Regions from separate parts of the Mus musculus genome. Here all the other regions are linked to region 3. Evidence: chromatin contacts called from public Hi-C data. All regions are on one chromosome and are shown on one strand. The core of a region is the stretch at or near the end of the contact, and the rest is flanking DNA. Distances in the headings are between cores, read along the strand shown.

What was found. Hi-C and Micro-C count contacts between places; a contact is called where the count stands out from the background.
Region 1: a Hi-C map of uterus shows a contact between it and region 3, with 2.8 times the contacts expected there. The contact joins two enhancer-like sites. A contact is called at or near these places in 8 of 484 Hi-C or Micro-C datasets (the STO cell line, bone marrow-derived macrophages, embryonic fibroblasts and 3 more) and 1 of 115 datasets of contacts at active chromatin or transcription factors (bone marrow-derived dendritic cells).
Region 2: a Hi-C map of uterus shows a contact between it and region 3, with 2.4 times the contacts expected there. The contact joins the promoter of Gas7 here to the enhancer-like site in region 3. A contact is called at or near these places in 7 of 39 promoter capture datasets (the 3T3-L1 cell line, the SN4741 cell line, cranial neural crest and 3 more), 7 of 484 Hi-C or Micro-C datasets (3T3-L1-derived adipocytes, cerebral cortex, cortical neurons and 3 more) and 1 of 9 other capture datasets (adipose tissue).

The regions. Positions count from the first base shown.
Region 1 is chr11:67,513,528-67,517,712 of GRCm38.p6, forward strand. It overlaps a transcript of Gas7 not described here. Among named protein-coding and RNA genes, the nearest start is that of Gas7, 71 kb to the right of the region's middle. Within about 2 kb of position 2,149, at least 80 of the 459 cell types and tissues checked have an H3K27ac peak or open chromatin away from gene starts, as enhancers often do. A contact at or near this core is called in uterus, where this site is marked.
Region 2 is chr11:67,584,735-67,589,186 of GRCm38.p6, forward strand. It overlaps Gas7 (growth arrest specific 7), which reads left to right and starts at 1,766. Exons shown (of 14, transcript NM_001109657.3): 1 at 1,766-2,081. The coding sequence starts at 2,079.
Region 3 is chr11:67,377,122-67,381,926 of GRCm38.p6, forward strand. No RefSeq gene overlaps it. Among named protein-coding and RNA genes, the nearest start is that of Gm40029, 29 kb to the left of the region's middle. Within about 2 kb of position 3,135, at least 54 of the 459 cell types and tissues checked have an H3K27ac peak or open chromatin away from gene starts, as enhancers often do. A contact at or near this core is called in the SN4741 cell line, trophoblast stem cells and uterus, where this site is marked.

The DNA.
Region 1 (4,185 bases), core at 899-3,398, 140 kb after region 3:
GGCCAGAAGAAGACATGGATCCTTTGGAACTGGAGTTACAGGTGGTTGTGAACTGCTGAGATGATCAAACCCATGTCCTCTAGAGGGGCAATTGCTGAGCCACCTCTCCAGCTCCAAATAATGTCTATATCAAGGAACCTAGTGAGTCTATCTCCCCCCTCCCTCTTTTGAGACAGGGTCTCACTATGTATTGCTAGCTGACCTGAAACTTATTGTGTAGATCATGCTGGCCTTGAACTCATGAAGATCCACCTGCTTCTGACTCCTGAGTGTTGGGGTTAAAGCATGACAGGCATGCTTTTGCCAATTTGTAAAATTTGGGTTAAAAAAAAAATGAATGTCTTCAGAATTGAGTTGTAAGTAATCTTTATATACTGAAGATAAAAGTCATTTTTCAGAGGGGCAGAGAGATGGCTTGGCAGTTAAAAACATCTTCTGCTCCTATAAAGGACATAAGCTTGCTTCCCAGCACCCACAGGGTGGGTCTCCACTGTCTGTAATGTCACTTCTAGGAGATCTGACACTCTCTCTGACCTCCATAGGTACCAAGCACAAACAGAGTACACAGACATACATGCAGGTAAAGCACCCATACATATAAAAATAAAATAAATCTTTAAAAGATTTATTTATTTATTTCATGTATGTGAGTATACTGTCACTGTTTTCAGACACACCAGAAGAGGGCATCAGATGTCCATTACAGATGACTGTGAGCCACCATGTGGTTGCTGGGAATTGAACTCAAGACCTTCGGAAGAGCAGTCAGTGCTCTTACCCACTGAGCCATCTCACCAGCCCCACAATAAATCTTTTTTTTTTTAAGAAGATACTTTTGTCAGATATATGCTCTATGAAACTTTTCTTTTCCCTTTTGTCCTTTAGAGCATAAAGGTTATTAAGTTAGGTGAAAGTTGATTGGCTTTGTTCCATTCTACTTCTGTTGTCCTGAGAAACTATTGCTTAATCCTGGTCATAAAGACTTTTGCCTGCATTTTCTTCTAGGGCATGCAGGCACGTGTGCCTGCTTGTGAGTGTGTGTGTGTGTGTGTGTGTGTGTGTGCGCGCGCGCGCTTGCGTGCCTGCCTGCCTCTCAGTCTGCCTGTCTGTCTGCCTGTCTGTCTGTGTACATCTGAATGCTATTGCCTGCAGAAACCAGTAGAGGGCATTGGGTCCTCCGGGGCTGGACTTAGAGAGCAGCAAGTGCTGCTAACATTTGGGCCATTTTTCTAGCCCCTTTAGAGAATTTTATAGTTTTAGCTCTGCCACTTAGGGTTTTGAGCCTAATGGTGTGAGGAATGGGTCTAGCTCCATTGTTTTGCATGCAGATACCTATTGTCCCAGCATCCTTTGCTGGTGACACTATCCTTTCCCTAATGAATGGTCTCTGCTTTAAAGCTAACACTTCCGTGCCTGTGTATTTTTAAATCAAAGGATGACAGATAAAGCTGCTGACCTGCAGGGAGGAATCAATCAAGCATCATTTCCGTTTACAATATCACTCTGCTTGGGATTTTTAGAAAAAGGCCTTCACATTTTTTTATTAACCCTGCATGCAGGCAAAGAACAAGTGTTGTAAATTAAATATAAGCAGGGAGACACCATGTTTTGCTTTCTGGCTCAGTGAAGGGGAAGGGGGAGGCCTTTGGCTTCAGCTGGCTCTGGAATTCCATGGGGTGTGGGATGAAAAATCAAAGCTGAGATAATCAAGTCTGGGTGCTCTGGCCCTGGGACGGGACATGCAAGGAATTGTGTGTCCCCTGGCTACCTCTTCCCTGTCCTCCTACCCCCTTGACTCAGGACTTCCCACAGCAGGAGGTCAGCACAGGAACATCCCAGCAGAGCAAGCAGTGGCCTCTGGACTCTGGGCAAGGACTTGATTTAGGAAGGGATTAGGGAACTGTTTCCTCCACCACAGAATGGAGTCCTGAAGCATCTTGGCCTGTGCCTCCCACGTGTGGGCTGGGTGTGGAGCAGCCCCGGGGACTGTTGGTGTGGGCTGTGAGGCTGCACCAACCGCCTTGGCTTCTTCTATGACTCAGCCTGGTCCAAGACTGGGTCAAGGACCTGAGTCCCAGACCTGGCCAGGTTCCCTGGAAACTGGACCTGAATCTTTCACTGGTCCAGTTCAGAGTCCACCCAACTGACCCAGAGAGCAGAAGATTTAGTTAAGCCCCAGATGTTTACATGTCTGACTCAGTGTTTGCCTGTACTCTGCAGAGAACTTATGTGGCCCAAGAGGTGGTCATGGAATTTGCTCAGATCTCTGTGAGGGTTCTACTGTTGAATCAGCATCTGCAGGGAGGAGCTGAAGGGGTGGGAGGGGGGAAGGGGGAAGAGGTTAAGAGGTAACAGCGTGTTACACACAGCCTGCTGGGAACTGGCCCAGGCTTGAGAATTCAAGGGCTAGACCTCCTTCAGTTTGCTTCTTGGAAGGAAACCTAGTACCTCTGCTTTCTCATCGTTACCCTAGAATCCAGAGAAAACCCACACTAACCCTTATTAACCTGGTTCAAGTTCATGTCAACAAGATCAAAGTTCTCAAAGGGCATTCGTGCATTTCCACCCTGTGCCCAGAGTGTGTCCCTTGGGGAGTGCACACCTAGAATCCTTCAGGGTTGCTGGGTGGGATTTGAATGCTGACATCCATCAGGGCAGAGAAAAACTGAGCCTTCTGTGGAATCGCTCAGCCTGTGAGACCAGTCCAAAAAGCACATGGTTCTGATACTGGCCAGCATAGCTGCAGCCATGCCTGCTTGTCTATGTTGGACTCAGGTTCATGCAGCAGGCTGTATGTAAGAGAGAGGCACAGTAGTGCCTGGAAATCAAGGGACTCCAAGACAAGTTGGTGGGCATTTGAAGAGGGGCTGATGGGGTTACCGGTGAGTCTCCTTTAGGGTTCCCCAAATCACTCTCTTATTATCTTTATCGTTTAGAGCAAAGCTGATGCTGACCACCCCAGAAAGTTAAATCATCTTGAGTGGGTTAAAGGGGCAAGTGCCAGGGCCTAGCAGGCACCTAAGACCCCAGGAACTGGGTATCATTCCAAACAGTGCTAGACAGTTTTCAAAAACGTGTGCCAGACTGGAATCTTGAAATTTCCCAGTTTTGAAATGTAGCCAGTCAGTTCAAATCAACACACTTGCTCCAGAGGGCTGCATCTGTCCAGCCTTTAGGTTTTAGTCTTAATAGATTAAAAATTAAATCCTAAGCACATAAAAAATTAGTGGAAAATCTATTACGTAATCTGCACTCACTCCTGGGGTTATAGGTTCCAATTTCCTAGCACTGTCTCCCTGCAACTATACAGGATTCTCCAAGTGAGGAAATAGACTATAGAAGGTCATATAGCTCAAGTACCAGAGCTGGGATTTGAACTCATAACCTATTGTGTGGCTGTCCTGCTATTTGTGGAAACTAGAATCATAGCCTGTTAGTTTTACGGTATATTCCTTTTCTCATCACATTGGGATTGGCTCAACTCCCAAACAGGGCAGTTGCTTCCCTGAATTTTGGAGATTTCTCAGCAACATGAGATATTCAGTGTGTATGTGTGTGTGTGTGTGTGTGTGTGTGTGTGTGTGTGTGTACCCAACACTTGTGCACATGTGAGTACTCTCCCTCACATACTCCTCCAGTCATGCAATATTCAAGTGTGTCCACTCTGAGATCTCCAAGGAGTTCCTGAAGAAGGGAGCCGTTGGAGGAAAGACTCGCCCTACCACACAATCTGCAGAGTGGCTTCTCCTCTTCCTCCCAAAAGGCCCTTTAACTCTTGCTTTTTCCTGAGACCCTGGGTCTTTCCATGATGGCTATGAGATGTTTAAGCAATTGGAACAGCACCGCCATCCAGACCCTGCATATTCAGAGGCTGCTCTGAGATGAGAGGAGAGGTTGGCCCTGATGGGCGCTGCACCCACCACAGACTGAGCTCATCCAGTACGACCCTATCTGGTTGTCTCTAGTTCTGTGGGTTCCTGAGCCTGTGACAGGACTGGGCGTGTGAGGGCTGAGAGTGAAGGAAAGTGTTAATAAACAAAACAGGGTGGAGGGGCTGCTGAGAGATTTACTAGCTAAATATTTTCCGGATGTTTTCACAGTTCTTTAAGGCTAATCCAGGGGGAGGCCATGGGACTTAGTCAAACGCCTTCATGGGCTCCCCGCTCAGTTGGCCTCCTTACTCCC
Region 2 (4,452 bases), core at 516-3,015, 210 kb after region 3:
CTGCCTCATGCCCCCATCCCGCTAGTACTAAGGTTACAGACATACGTGACCATGCCTGGCTTTTCGTATGAGTGCTGGGAACCCAAACTCAGGTCCACATGATCGCACAACAGGTACACTGACCACTAAACCATCTCCCCAGGACCTAAACAACATTTTGTTGTTGTTTATACATTTATCCATTAAGGGACACTTGGATTATTTTTGTCACGAATAAGAATGTATAAATATCTCTTCAAAACATTGCTTTCAACTCTTTGGGGTGTGTATCCAGAACCCAAGTGATGCAGGTGATAACTCCTGTAGTTTTGGTTTGCATTTCCCTAATATTTCCATGATGTTGAGCATCTTTTTGTCTCCTTACAGGCCATGTTATAACTTTGGAAGGATGACCTGTGCTGATTTTTCACTCGGCTTATTTGCTTTTTGTTATCAAATGTAGACTTTGTCTTGTGCTCGGGGACAGCTGCCTGTCTCCCACACTTTGAGCCACTGTGAGAATAAAAACACGGCAGCAGCTCTTACCGAGTGTGCGCAGTGTCCTCACTGCACCAAGTGCTGTTTTATTTTTCCCTTCGCATCCATTTAGAAAGATACTCAAGTGTCTCTACTTAACCTCTGGGAAAAACCTGAAGCCTGCCTGCCTTGTCTGAGACCTCAGAGCAGTGTAACAGCAGCACCACTGAGACCCTGGACTGACTCCATTGCTGGGTGGTAACCTGATTTACATAATCCTATATAAAGAACCAGTCAGGGACTGCAGCCTCTTGGTAGAATGCTCATCTAGCATACAGAAGGCCCTGAGTTCGAGTCCTAGCACACACACAAAAAGCAATCAGTTGCTAAAATCCCAGAGTTTGTAACAGAAAGTAAACAGAAATATACAATCTGAGTGCTAAAACTTTAATGGCTCCAGAAGGCCTCTGTTTGTTTATTTGTCTATCTGTGTGTACATCTGTATGTGCACATATGTGTGTGTGTGCATGTGTGAACACAGCCATCTGTGTGTCATGGCATGCCTATCTCAGCTGCGAATCTTTGCCTTTCACCTCCTTTGAGATGATATCTCTTGTTTGTCCTTCCACACCTCAGGCTACCTGGCCCACGAGCTTCCAGGAGCTTCCAGATTTCCTGCCTATCTTCTGTCTTACCTAAAACCTCTGTGGTTATGGACATATTCTACTGTGGATATCTGGTTTTCTTGTGTTCTGGGGATCTGAATTTAGGTTCTCATGCTAGCTCAACAAACATTCTCCCCACAGAACTGACTCCCCAGCTTCCAGAAAGCTTTTAAACAGGACATCAGATTCACTGGGGATCCAGGCCCCTACCTAACCTATATAACTGGTAGTAGATACAGCATTGCTCTTGGGTCCAGCCCTGTCTTTACTTACAGCCTTTGGTGATAGATAGTGAGCATAGATTGAAAGCCAAGGCCAGAGATTAGTTTCACACAATCGTTCTTTCTGGAAATTCTCCACTCTTTTCATACTGGCTTTTATCAGACCTTGGATTCACACAGCTGGAGCCAGGCCCAAGCCAGAGCCCTGACTTAGGTTTGGGAAGAAGTTGGCTGAAACTTCTCCCAGCAGGGATAAGGCAGGCCCAGGGAGTCCTGTCTAAAATGCAGTAGACAAAGGTGCCCTTGTTCATAGGCCTTGGGGTGGGAGTCATCTGGTCAGTGACACAGGCTTGGCTATTGTATGCTCTGACCTAAGCCAATTTTTTTTTAGGCTGAGAAAGGGGGTGGGAGGGGAAGTCCTCTAGAAATTGTATCTGGAAAGGCCTGCATGGGCTGTTGATTTCCCAACAGGCACGGGAGCAGATTTGGGAGGAACTGTGCAATGTAGTGGGTTCTTTGTGAAAGAACAGAGATGTCAGTGATGAGAAAAGCCACAGGAACATCCCCCAGGGTGCTCAGCGCACTGGCCCCGGGGCAGCTGCTTGCTTCAGCCACACTTTCCTCAGAAGGTGCCATGCAGAACAAGTTGCCTGGAGCCCAGTCCTGAGCCTGGGGCTTCAGACCAGCCCTGGCATCTCTTCCATAGCAACTGCCCTTAAGGACCAGCTGAGCACTCATGGTAAGAACCACTCCTGCAGAAGTATGCTTGACCTACCCTCTCTGTCTGTTGTGAAAATGCCTTTCATAGTGCAGAGAGGAGATTCTGAAGACCCTGTGAGATTGGATAGTACTTGGTGAGTCTGGAAGTTCTGTGGACCCTGTGCCAAGAGGGCATATGTGCCCAAGACAAGAGCAGAAAGAGGAGGTATGGGCAGAGAGTAAACGATGGGTGGGGGTGGGGTGGGGTGAGGAGTTGTGTGGAAAGATGGGAGAGGAGTGTTTGGAGTGGGAAGGCTCACCTGAGACAGGTAGTTAAAGGCATGTGATGGAGAAGAGAGCCACTGTGGACTTATTTATACCTTTGTACCATTCTTCTTTTTCTATATATATTATATATTATATTTTTCTAAATATAAAGCATGGCTTCTTCCTGCCCATCTGGCATCTCCCCCATGCCCCAGATTTACCGGGAAAGTTCTGAGGTGCAAGATCTAGGGAAGAACAGTGAATCTCTGCATTAGGGGAAGGTAAAGGGAGCCTTTGGGTGTCTCCGCTCCCCAGATGGTAGTTAGGCAGCAGTGACATCTAACTCGGTTTCCAGATTGGCACATGCCTCCTCTCAGTTTGTCAGTGGAAGCTTTTCTGAGATAGTGGGGATAGAAAACCTTGTTTTGCTGACCTCTGAGCCTGGATGGTCGCCTTTCCTATGATCTGCCCTTTAGCCTAGGCTTTGTATGGCATCCCCCTTCCCACTGCTAAGGTTCTCTGTGGCTGTGAGGTCCAGTTCACAAGGCAAGGCTACTCAGATCCTTCATGGAATCTTCCTCCACCTTGCTAGGCCACCAAGCACCCCTGATTTGAACATTCCTTCCCAGAAGCTTGAACTGGGACCAGGAGAAGACAATAATGCTTGCTACCCAAGAGTATCCTCTAACTGGGACCCTTGACCTCCCAAGAATATGTATACGGAAGTTTTGTAATAATAAACCGGTGTCTGAATGGTCCAGGGGGGCTTAGACCCACAGATGTAGTGCTGGGCCAAGACTGGGATTCTACATTTTTAGTTATCTCCCAAAGGACACGTGTGATGCTGGTTCAGAGGACCACCCTTGGAGAGTTACTGCTGGAAGGACCACAGGCTAGACCATCATGTTATAACCAAGTGAGGAATGCTCAAGATTGGACTACGGCAAGCTATGGAGATGCTGCTGGGCCTGATCAGCCCTGAGGAGGAAGGGAGGATCCGCAGAGAACATGCACACTCGTATCCTGAGAGCAAGGAAGGGTTCAAGGCCAGCTTGTAGCAATGTGGGACACGTGGAGGTGCAGGTCCATTGCTGGGGTGTGCCTAAGTTGAAATGGACTGTGTGTCTAGGGTATAGTGGTGAAGTGGATATACTTATTACTTAGGTGACAGGCTCTACTGGAACCCGCCTGGTGTGTGACTCTGGCTTCTAGTGACACATTGACAGGAACAGAGACAGAAGCCCGGGATACCAGCTGGGAAAACAGGTTTCAGGACAGACAGCTCTGGGTCCTTGAAAGTGGCTTTCACAGTGAAGGGTCTATTAAGACAAAACTCAGTGTAGTGACAGATGCAATCCTAAGAGGCTGGGCACTGGCAGCGTTTACGAAGAGGACCAGGCTTCTGAGTCACATGTCTGTACATGAATATGACTCCCCTCCCTTCTCTACATAAATGGCACATCCTTAAAACAGATATACTAGCATTTAGAATCATTGAGCATTCGATGATATCTGTTCAAAATAAGCCCTCACAGGCCATCTGGTCCAACTTCCACATTTGAGAGATGAAGAAATCAAGGCCCTCCTGACAGGGATGAGACGGGTTGCTTAAGATCTCAAAACAAGGCTGCTACAGCTTCAAACATGGCCCCTGGGAGCACAGCCCACATTCTGTGTGCCTCTTGCTTGTTGCTATGGTCTGGTGGTGTGTCCTCTATGGCAAGGTCTTGGTAGTTATCGTCTGCCTGGTTCTTATGTCTCTCTATCGGTGGATCCAAAAGCTTTGCCAAGTGGGGTTGGTAGGATCACACCTTTACTGACTCTGGAAACTGCCTGTCAGCTTTCATCTTTCTGCAGGCTACTGTTTCAGAACCAATTAGGGGAGTCAGGCATCTTTGAACAAAACGGCTGTAAGCACGAGCAGTTGGCACTGCAGAGTAACTAGAACGCGTCTCCATGGTGAGACTGGCTACTTCCGCTTTCTTTCAGTGCCTGTGGGTTGCTGCAGCCCACAAGAAGTGACCACAAAGTCAGGCCAGCTGGACGGCAGCCACAGCTGGCAGGCAGCGGCACCCACCTCTATTCCCTAATGAGGCACAGTTGGCCTGTCGCTAAAATGACACCGGCTCCCTGAAGAAGTCCCC
Region 3 (4,805 bases), core at 1,885-4,384:
TGGACAAGGAAGGACCAGATCCTTCATCAAGGATTGCTGCAATGGGAGGCCTTTATTATAAAGAGCTGCAGATAAATATCTTGGAGAAGGCTTTCTTTCTTCCAGACCCTCCATGCTCTCAGCACTCACTGGTGACCAAACGAGATTCTGCCCCCAGTCCTGGGCTCAGCTATCCCCTTCTTGCCTGGTGCATAGGGAAAGCACAGACCCTCAGACCCCCGTTCTCAACTCCCCATGGTCCACAATGGCATCTGTGTACACAGGAGTCTGGGGACAGCAATATTCATTACAGACCTCACTGTTTCTCCCCTGGAAAAATTCAGGCGGGGGCCCCCTATCACAGACTGTGCTCTGCCTCCCCTGAGAGGCTTGCAAATGGAGCTCAGGCACCCCAGTGGCAGACATGTAGCTCAACAGAGACTGTTGTTTATGGATGGCCCTTATTTCACAGGTAGGGGAGCACAGGACCGCAGCCACAGCCTGCTCCAACAACCCCTTTCTCATCCAAGGAGCCTCTGTCAGACCAGAGATGATGCCTTGGTCCTGCAGGGGAAGCCCCTGACTTCTAGCAAGGATGAGTAGAAAGCAAACAGCAGTTCCAAAGGTAAGTTCTCTTTAACTTTTCTCAGACCCAAGAGAAAAAGATTAGCTAGCTGTTGACTCTGCAGGGCTATACCATTGCTATCCCTCCCCACCCTGTTCAGAGCACCCAGGAGGTTGACAATGATGTGCTCCACTGTAGTTTGGCTTTGGTTGGGTCCTGACAGCAGGGAGGCAGGATTGGAGAGCAGAGGGAAAGAGGAGATTGCGTCCAATTTATCCCCAGCATTCTTTGTTACAGCCAAAGCACTCATCGCCTATCAGGTGTCCCAGTCTTCTCTTGTCTCCAAGTTCTGGTAGGTTCTTCTCACTTCCTGAGAGCACCGATACATTAATGGCAACCTGAACTTGTCAAATAAAGCCCTGCTGGGCCTGTGGTGTCCTACGTTTGGGCTACACCTTTGTATAAAGTCTCTTCCTCAAACATTCTCCCTAGTGCACTAACTTAGATGTGCTATTTGCTTCCTATGGAAAATGGCTAATGCAAGATCTTTCCTATTCTACACATGTACATTATGGGCCGATAGATTTTTTGATTGAGGTGCCTGAGCCAGGAAGAGTTCTTGCTGCTTCCCAGATATCAGTATACCACAGTCCTATGCAGGCAGGTAACAATGCATTCTGTTTCCTTACATATTTCATCCTGTCCTCAATCCTTACTAAAAACTGTCAAACCTACAAAGAGGCCATTCGTCCCATCAGAGTGATGTCAGTGGTGAGCGAGAACCAGTTTGCAGCGCCAATTATAAAATGCAAGGATTCTGTGAGCCAGCCATTGAACTCAGGCATTAGTAAAAATCTCAGGTCATAGAAACTTAGAGTTAAATGACTTGCATTAAAACAAAAGCAAGATATTCAAGGCCAACCCTTCTTAATGACCTATGACGTTTTATTGCCTCAAATCTCTTGAGATTATCTACCATCATGAAATCTGTGTGGTGGAAAAACTATCTAATGATGTGCTTTTTCATCTCCCCACTTGGTCACGTGACATCGCTTCCCTGAAATTAATTGGCCATGGTGAGAATATCACACCATGAAAGTTGGCAAACACTACAAAGTACAGGTAGAGGCTTGTAAGCCCATTAGCAGCATGTCGCTGACAGGAAACAATGAAATACAGGCAAAAGGAACCTACATTCCTGTCTGTGAGAGATGCTGGAATACGGAGAGCCAACCCCCAGCCTAACCCCCTAGCCTATGTCAGCTTAAGCAAGGTAGCTCATTGAAAACCTGTGAGAGGAGCGATTTCTTCTGTCTTCCTCGGGGCAAGGTTGGAGAGAGGACAGAAAGGACATGGAAGAAGGCTGCTGTGAAATCCCCTCTGTGCTGTTCTGCTCCAGGCCTGAGGACTGAGTCCGCTGTTTCAGAAGGTCAGCTCCAAATATCTAGGTGAAAAAGAAATTTACTAGCTCACCTAAACGAAATTCCAAGAGCAGTCAATCTTCAGGCTGCCTGCCTTCTCCAAAACATCATGTTCAGATGTAGGCATTCAGATGATTCATATTCTCTCTCTCTCTCTCTCTCTCTCTCTCAATCTCTCTCTCTCCCCTCTCCTTCCCCTCCCCTCTCTCCTTCCCTCTTTAAACCAACTGTATTTCTAAAATTTTTATTACATTTATGTGTGTGCACACGCCTATATGTGCACGTGTGTAGGCATTCATGTGCCATAGTGAACCTTTGGGAATTACGGGAACACTTCTGGCAGTCAGTTCTCTCTTCCATTATGTGGGTTCTGGGGATTAAACTCAGGTCGTCAGTCTTTTAGGCAGTGCCTCTGAGACCTGCTGAGCCACCTCCCAAGCCCTAAGTCAAGTGCACCGCCGAAAATAAATAAATAAAAGCTGCGACCAAATGGTTCCAAAATGAATGAACTTATAACTGACATTTTAAAATCCGATGGTTGCATACAGGCACTTGCAGGAAAGGGGAAAACAAAAACAACAGAACTGCTTTGCTTCAGTTGCTGCTGAACATGGTCCCACGTTCATGGGCAGGAGGTGGTTGGAGGATGCGGAGTCTGGCTGGTCAGGTCTGGGTCACAGGTCCTGGAAGTGTGAGTGTCATCAGCTCCTCCCAAGCTCCATAAACTGAGAGTGAGGAGGGTGGTTCCTAGCCTCCCACTGGGTCAGGTTCCTATTTCCAAAGAAACAGCAGGACAAAAGCAGCAGATGTTCCTTTTGTGGCTGGAGACCATGCTGAATGAATGAATCTGCGCTTCTTAAAGTTGGACCGACTCTGCCTTTCCTATGGGTCACTGGAAGGGCAAAGTGACACAGTGTCTGTAACCTCACAAATGCCAGCGGCCACTTCCCTTTCTTTCCCACTCACCCTCATTAGTCTCTTTCCCGGGGAATGACAGTGCCACTCCATAAGACTCTGACAATGTGGGACATGTCTCTCTCCTTGCTCACTGTTGAATCAGCCAGCGCTCAGGGCCAGCAGACAACTCTCATCTTTCACAGCTTGTACTAGACTCCGGCCTCTCCTAACATCTCATCATTTCTTCCTCAGCTGATGTCTCCAGTTGAGCTCAGTGCCGCTGGCTGCCGACAGCAGGAGGGAGAGACTCTTGCTCAGAGTCAGTGTCCCATAGTCAGGAACTTCCTGTCCCATGAGTCAGGAAGGACAGATGTGGGTGGGGCTAGACAAAACATCTGGACCCACAAAAAAATCAGGACATGGCTTCCATCTGAACCCAGGGCCACCCACAGCCAGCTGCTGGCTTGGGCAGGAGGATTGCTCTTTCTGGAGATATGTCAGCCAACTCATTTGATTAACAATGAATTAACTGAGGTCCTGTGTCCTGCCAGGAGCTATTCTTGGTACTGGGAAACAAACGGTTAAGTAAACAAGACCAATTAGTGCCTTCCTCTCAAAGACATAACCTGCCTCAGTTTCTTCCATCCTCACACTGCGTCCTGTAGAAACCCTTGCTCCGTTAGATTCATGCATTTCTCACCACAAAATTGCCAACTGTGTCAAGAGCCGACAGGCTTACCACCTTGTATCCAGCATAAAGGGGGCTGTGCACATACAGGAGAGACCAGATAGGATGGGTGTACATAACAGCATTGTTATAATTAAATAGCTAAAACTTAAGATGCTCGGTAACAAAGGTCTGCCTGAGTCTGATATGGTAATAAGCATAATAGTTACAGCCACAGAGTTAACTGGGTGCATATTACATCCTCAGTGCGCTTTCAAGAGCTTTCCGTGGATCATCTCATTGCTCACTATAGCCTGGCACTGGAGGCTCTTACTTTATCCTTATTTGACAGATGTGGCACAGACTGTTTAAAAGAATCTGTCAATATCAAAGTTTCTCTCTCTCTCTCTCTCTCTCTCTCTCTCTCTCTCTCTCTCTCTCTCTCTCTGTGTGTGTGTGTGTGTGTGTGTGTGTGTGTGTGTGTGTATGTTTGCGCATGCATGCCTGGGTTTGCAGCCACCATGCTGCCCTAGGATTGTGCATATTTTAAAGGGCAAACGCACAAGTGACATCAATATGACCACGTGAATGCTTATACTCACAGGTACTAAACAAAGAGTCCATGTTAATATGTACATGCTAGTCTTCATCATGTGAGAACATAGGGCTTTGTCAGGAAAGCCCACGGTGTGGAGAGTAAGATGGGGTTTCTACTGTACATGAATTTTTATTCCTTTGCAGGGTGTGAATAGCTTTTGTAAGTTAGCTGCCTGAGGGGTTCTGTCCTCAGGCCTCAGCAAATGACTCTCTAATTTGATAGAAGAACCTATTTATGACTCAATCCCTCAGCCCACTGTCAGGAGGCACGTCCACATAACCTCTGGAAACAAGGCTTTGGATCAAGGCCACCTTTGGGGGAGAACTGGCCATAGGAAGTGCTGGGGGGCTAAGAAGAGGTTAGGTGTCATTGAGACCGTCACAAAGAGCAACAAGGTCATAACAGCTATTTCATCGTGATCTTCTGCAAAGGAAGGTACCCTCTCACTGTTCGATTCTGTCCCCCAGTCCCTGAGTTCTACAGGGTGTCTAAGGGTGAATAAACACAGGGAAGCTCAGATTGGCAGTGTCAATAATGGGGAGTCTGGATGAGGTGAATCAGGATGGAACCTTCAAGAAGGTAGAGGGAACAAGAAAGCCCTGCATGGCAGATGCACAAGTTATGCAGTAGATATTACTGTCCAGCCCTGTGGTGGTTCCCTTTTTCTACCCTTTGGGG